Linked DNA regions of Sus scrofa: region 1 is linked to region 2. A link is a contact called in public Hi-C data. All regions are on one chromosome and are shown on one strand. Each heading gives the region's core, a stretch centred on a gene start, on an enhancer-like site or on the middle of the called end of the contact. The rest is flanking DNA. Distances are from core to core; before and after follow the strand shown. Region 1 holds the start of STBD1 (starch-binding domain-containing protein 1). Region 2 holds the start of FAM47E (protein FAM47E).

Region 1 (3,419 bases), core at 122-2,621, 43 kb after region 2:
GGAGAGGAAAGTGGAATTAGGCAGAACAAATCCATGGATTCTACACTGTATTAGATTTGGTGTCCTAAATGGTAAGGAGAAAAATAAGGCAGGAAAAGGGCACATGGAGAAGGGGATGTATGTAATTGCAATGGGGATTATCAAGGGCAGATGACATTGTGCAAAAAAGAAGAGGGAAAGGGAGAGAGGCTGGATGTCTGGATGGCTATCTGCAGGAAGGATGACTCAGCCAGGGAGGAGGAGATGGAGATGAGCTGGGAGAGGACCTGGGGGACAGATGCTATCCTTCTGAAAGGTTTTTGCTAGGAGATGTAGAGCAATTGGAGAGTCTTGAGCAGAAGCCCAGAAGATGGGAGTGTTTAGACAGGATCATTCAGACTGCTGCTTTGAAATGATGTAGGGACTCAAGGGTGGAAGTGGGGATCCCTGGGCCAGGTGATGGCAGTAATCCAGGAGAAACGTAATGGTGGCAGAGCAGGGTGGCACTCGCTGCAGGGAGAAGTAAAATTCTGAATATATTTCGAAGAAACAAGACCAGAATTTGCCACTGCCTCCAATGAGTGGGGGTAAAAAGAGGGTAAGATGACACTTTTTAGCAAGGAGAAAGGATGTGGTCGCCACTTCCTGGGATGAAGTGGGAGCAAGGAACAGTTTTGGGCATGTCAGATTTGAGTGAGCTGGGTTTGAGACGTCTGTTAGCATCGAAAAAGCAGGCCCAAGCTGGCTTGGTCTCCTTCCCCACTTTCCCTCTCCCCCTGACCTTTTGATGATAGGGGCTGTGACCTGAGCCAAAGCACCAGCATCAGCAGCTCTACTGGCCCAGTCTTGCAACCTGTCAGGGACTTCTGTCTGCTCGTGCACGGGGCACATTTGAGCGATTTGTTTTACCAGAGAAGCCATCGTAGTAATTACTCCAAGGCGAATATCTGCCAGCTGTGGCCTTAGCAGTTGGATGTAGGAGCGTGTAGGTCAAGGAAATGGCTCTCCCTGCAGATACAAATATGGGGATCATTAGCTTGAAGCTGGTGGGTAAAGCCACCAGATTGGCAGAAGAGTGAATTTAGAAAGCAATGTATATAATTCTTAGTTCCCAGGGTGGTGGTGGTTGTGTGAGAATCAAACTAAATAAATACATTAACACCAGGCACACCCACAGCACTTAAAAGGCCTTTGCAATTTTTATTAATAAACCCGTCTGCAGAAACCTGCCTCTGGGCAACATCCAGTCCAGTCTGGAGGGCGCGCATTTTGTGACAACCACGCACCCCAAAAAGAGGTCGAGGAAGAAGCAATGACTGGATGTGTTTGAGATGACTGGCATTTACTGATGGATGATCTTAGCCCAATCCCTTCCTTTTCCGGGTGGGAAGGCGGAGGCTTGCGGAGACCAAGTGCAGCTAACGGGCGGCGGAATGGAAGTTCTACCGCACCCGCTGTGCTCTGGATCTACCCCAGCTCACCCGCCCCAGCCCCGCTCGTCTCCGACGCACATCGGCGTCTTCCGCGTCGAAGTTCTAGGAAGCTCCGGCTTCTATGTGGCCGCGCTGCTGCTGAATGTTTGTAAAGAGGAGGCGGCGAGGTGCCCGGAACTGCCCCAAGCAGGGCTGGGCCTGGCGGGCAGCTGCAGCGGGAAGAGCAGGCGGCGTGGCCGGCGCGGGTTGGCGCGCGGAAGCCGTGCGCCCTGGGGTCCTCAGCCATGCGGGACGCACTTGGACCCGGACGCCCAGTGCTCCCGGCCGCCGGCGACCGGCGGGGTCGGGAAGGGAAGAGGTTGGAGAAGGAGGGCGCTCGCGTATCCGCCGGGCCGGAGCCTGGGGCTGCAGCCCCGGGGCGGGGAGTGGGGCGGGGCTGGGAAAGTTGAGTGTTAGTCGCGGAGGGCTGGGCTCCGCGTGGGAGCGCCTGCGGCCAGGGACCGTAAAAGGCTGGAGCGGGTTGGGTAGGTGTGGCTCTGCCTGCGTGACCCGAGCCCGGGCCTCGATCGCCGTCGTCTCCCGCAGCTGCGGCCTCTCAGCCATGGGCGCCGTCTGGTCTGCCCTGCTGGTCGGAGGGGGTCTGGCCGGAGCGCTTTTCGTTTGGCTGCTGCGGGACACGGGAAAGGAGGGGGACGCGGAGCAGCGGAAGGACGCTCCTTCAGGGGAGGCGGCGGCTCCGGGAGGCGATCAGGGTGGCGGCGGCGGACTGAGCCCTGGACCTTCTAGGCGGGAGCCGGTCACCAAACCAGGTATTCTTCCTCCCTGGTCTTGAGGGCAGATCACCAGGGGGGTTAGAAGTTCCCCGAGGGAAGGAAAACCCCGTCTGGAGTTCCGTGGCGGCCCATACCCGGGGGCTAGCTTCCCTCACCCAGGAGTGGACCCTCCCCGCGGCCCGATTTCCCCCCAGCTGGTGTGCACGCGCCGGGCGGGTTCTCGCCTCCAGCGAGGCGAGGCCCAGGAGATGCCCTGGCGGTTCGTCCAGGGCCGCGCCCCGCTGAGTCGCTGCCCTCAGCTCCAGCCCGCGGGGACCTGCCCCTGCCCCTCCGGCGGGGTTGGGTTCCTCCGCTTGGCGGCGCTTGGTGCAGTGCGGGCGGCTGCGGCGGCGGCGCCCCTTCCGGGCCTTCGGAAAGGAATGCTTCGGGTTAGGGGATCCCGCCACCCTCTCCAGTATCTGACGGAGCAGGAACCCAGTCTCAGCCCCAATCCCATAGCCTCATGACCTCCCCTCCTTCGCCTCAAAAGAACCGCGTTTGGGGACGCCAGAGCAGTGAGCAGCCCCCGCTATCTGGATGCTTCTGTTGGGGAGGCAAAGTTCAGGTTGGACTCTGGCCACGAAGGCCTCGGCTTCATGAAGCCCTGAGACTGCGAGTTGTCGGCCCTTCCCCATGATCACACGAACAGTGCGTGGTTGTCTAAAACCCTGGGGAAGAGACACACTTGGCACTGGACCCAGCTCCCAAAAGCAGACCCAAGTCCCATAAGCAGGACTGACGCCTAGGTTTACATGTCCACATTTTAGACCCTGTGCACCAGGCAAAGAGCCCTGGCAGAAAACCTCACCTTCCCGGTGCCTGGACTCCAGCCTAATGGTGAAAATGACATCTGCGAACTTTATTTTTAGTGGAGTGGTGTCTGTGTGTAGCCACTTGAAAGTCGGCCCCTGTGCCTTCCTGCGATTTGTTTGGGATGAGCAGAGGGCTCATTTATCTTCTTTTTCAGAAAGTCAGCCTCATGTTTCAGGTGGAAAGATTGGGAATTCAGGGTAATATTTGTTTACATCTCACTTCCAACCCCACCATTAAAGAGGCAAAATGAAACAAGACTGCTCTCTATCCATTCCCGCTTCCCCACATCTCCCTCCCCCACACCCACACCTCCCATGAGGGCATGGCTTTTGAGATTTTGATCTTGTAGGGAGCTATTTGGACTATTAGGTGGCCAAGAAGG
Region 2 (3,240 bases), core at 285-2,784:
TCTTGGTCAACAAACTCCCCTGGCAATCTCATTGCTCCAGCCTCTGCCCCCTCCTTCCCAGCCATTCTCACAATCTTATCTCTGGATTCCAGCGGAGCTCAGCTCCTGCAATTACCTTTTTCCTTTAAGTGTCACAGAGAAACAAGGCTCAGTTTCCTGGGCCTAACAAGTCTCAGCTGTTTTCAGCGCAGGGGCCCATCTACCTCCTGCCTCAAAACCCTGTAAAAGGATCACAAAGACCCGGTCTGTTTTATTCCCCATTGCATCCCCAGCACCTAGCAGGGCCGTAACAGACAAGATGTGTTGAATGAGCACCTACTGTGTGCCATGCACAGTACTAGAAGCAAGGTGGACATGACCCTCACTCTCAGTCCTAAGGAGAAATCCTACTTCCTCAAAGTAATAAAAGCTTGAATTTGCAATCAAACTAGTATTAAAGTTCTTATCAAAGATACTAATAAACAACTAATGGGGCTCATTAGCATGATGACATTTGTAGCTTTCTCCATGAACTGACTCATAACAGCTCTGTGAAGTAGCCAGGCAAATATGATCATTCCCCAGTTCACAGCTGAGATAATACTACTACTCTGGAGTTCTCGAGGAATTCTTACCTGCCAGCACTGGGTTAAATGCTTTCCATTCATTATCTCATTGAATTCCCCAATAACTCTATGTGAAATCAGTGAAGCTAAAACAAGTTTCAGCAACTGTGCCTGGGGGGGGGTGCATAATTATTAAGTGACAGAATCATGACTTATCTCAGGAGGTGGGACTCCAGGGCTTTCCACTGTGCCCAGAAAAGGCAGCAGAACACACGCAGCGAGTGAAGATGCTAGAACCAGTAGCAGCTGGGGCACCTTTATTACCACGCGTAGATATTTAACAGGTGCCCAAGGGGGAAGCTAATTTACTCCCAGGAAGTTTGAAGACACATCTTTAAATGACGACAAAAAGTATTCCCCACACACAAAAGTATTGCACGATAACAGACACAATATAACTACTGCAATAATTTTGCGAGAAGAGAATTTTTTGCTCCTATTTCCTCTAGAAGCGATGCTTACTATTTAAATCAGGAACACTCAGAAGTAGCAAGAGAACTTGGCAAACCCAAAACACAACTTCCCTCAATCCATATTCATCTGGGCATCTGCCTACCAGGGCCAACTGCATAGCAATTTCACTGCTGAAGTGCGTTGAGGCAAGAGTCAAGTAACACAAATCTGGAAGGGACTCGAATCCAGCTGGTGACTAGCTAGATAGCAGTACGCAGCCCTGGATTTACAGAGGCGGTGAGGCTCACGGAGTACCCAGACCTCCAGAAAATCATTCCGTGCCAAAAGGCCTTCTCACGATTAGAAATGGGTCTAGTCTTTTCACTCTTTCTCTTGCTGCCTCTCCAGCCGCGATGTTCCTTTGCTTTAACAACAAATTTTTTGAAACGATGGTGACCGCCCCCCCCCCCCAAAAGCCTGAACGCGCTTTCCCAACAGATTCAAACACGATGACACCAGAACCTGATCCTTCGTACTTCGGCTGCCAAGGTCCACGCACCGCGGCGCTGGCGAAGGCTCGGGGGCGGCGGGAGTTGGGGGGCGCAGGGACCCCAGGGCCACGGGTTCCCGGGGAGCAGCTGAGCTGCGCAAGGGCGCGCCGGGGGCGAGTCTGGGCCGCGCACCACTCCGCGGTCTCCTAGCGACCCGAGCGGCTGGGAACGCGCCCTACACAAGGCCGAGCGGGCAGCCGGGCACCATGGCTGACCGCAGGGTACGGTTCCCGCCCGCAGCGCAGGCCCGGGTGCCGGTGGGCATCAGCTGCGGGCCCCGGTAAGCGCGCGCCCTCGCGAGGGCGCATCGGGCCGGTGCCACTTGGGGGCGCCTGCACCTCGTGCTTGTTGGGGCTGGGGACGGGGGAGGGCCCCGGGCCGCGGAGGGAGGGCTCAGCTGCCTTTCACTCTCAAGGTGTCCCGCTCCTAAATGACCGGAATGGAATATAACCGCGCGCGCGACGCCCCTCACTGCAAAGGACATCTTTCTGTTATCCTCCCAACCCCTCAGGAGATGGAGATTAATATACGCCTTCCTGATGGGAAACTAATAGTCACAGTCTTCCGCGGAGACTGGTTTAGTCTGCGACCCACCCTTCTCCGGGTTAGCAGCTGGATCTTGCACCTTGGCCACCCAGCTGGTGACTGCGGCCAAGCTGAGCCCGTGTTTGGGGAGTGCCTCGGGTACTGGCGTGTGTCTGCTGCCATTTTCGATGGTTGGTGTCACTGCCACAGGGCAGGAAGCCGAGGCTCTTTGCTAATTTCTTGATCTGTATTTGAGAACGGAATTAAGCTGTCCTGGTGGCGGTTAAGATTCCAAAGTCTAGAATCAGAAAGGCTAGCGGTGAAGGGACATTCTCCTCTTATTTGACGGGTGACCTTGGGCAAGTTAGCTGCTCTTTCCCGGCTGGGTTTTCTTAACAATAAATGGGGACAATAAAAGGAATTAACTCTACAGTATTGTAGTGAAGATTAACCTACATGGCACACGTTAAGCAGTTACGGTCACATACACACGCTGTGTACATGTTCGCAATTAACCAACTCTTTGAGAATCTTCTCCCACCCCCATTTTCAAACTTTCTGTTTTGAAATAATTATAGACTCACAAGAAGTTGCAGATATAGTGCAGAGGTCCCATGTACCCTTCCTCCAGCTGCTTCCAGTGGTACCATCTTGCATAAAGATAGTACTGTTATGGAACCAGGAAATCAGCACTGGTGCCATATGTGAACTAGACTGTAGACTTTACTTGAATTTCACCAGTTTTCGTGTGTGTATAGTTCTGTAAAATGTTGTCATGGGAGTTCCCGTTGTGGCGCAGCAGAAATGAATCTGACTAGGAACCATGAGGTTGTGGGTTCAATCCCTGGCCTCACTCTGTGGGTTAAGGATCTGGTGTTGCTGTGGCTGTGGCGTAAGCTGGTGGCTACTGCTCTGATTCGACCCCTAGCCTGGGAACCTCCATGTGCCACAGGTGCAACCCTAAAAAGAAAAAAAATGTTGTCTCATATATACATCAAAATACAAAACTTTTCTTCGCCATAAGAGAACTACTTCATGCTACCCCTTTATTATTACTCATTTTCCCACTCACAGCCCTTGGCAGCCACTAATTTGATCTTCGTTTCTATACTTTTGTTCTTTCGAGGCTGTTAGGTAAACAGAATAATAATATGGTATAAAACCTC

The links. A called contact is a pair of places that touch in the nucleus more often than the background predicts.
Region 1: a Hi-C map of skeletal muscle shows a contact between it and region 2, with 7 times the contacts expected there. The contact joins the promoter of STBD1 here to the promoter of FAM47E in region 2. A contact is called at or near these places in 1 of 5 promoter capture datasets (liver), 6 of 47 Hi-C or Micro-C datasets (alveolar macrophages, epiblast stem cells, fetal liver and 2 more) and 2 of 2 datasets of contacts at active chromatin or transcription factors (alveolar macrophages and skeletal muscle).

What each region holds. Positions count from the first base shown.
Region 1 is chr8:71,981,616-71,985,034 of Sscrofa11.1, forward strand. STBD1 (starch-binding domain-containing protein 1) reads left to right here and starts at 1,372. Exons shown (of 2, transcript XM_003129093.4): 1 at 1,372-2,221. The coding sequence starts at 1,555.
Region 2 is chr8:71,938,763-71,942,002 of Sscrofa11.1, forward strand. FAM47E (protein FAM47E) reads left to right here and starts at 1,535. Exons shown (of 8, transcript XM_013978791.2): 1 at 1,535-1,829. The coding sequence starts at 1,756.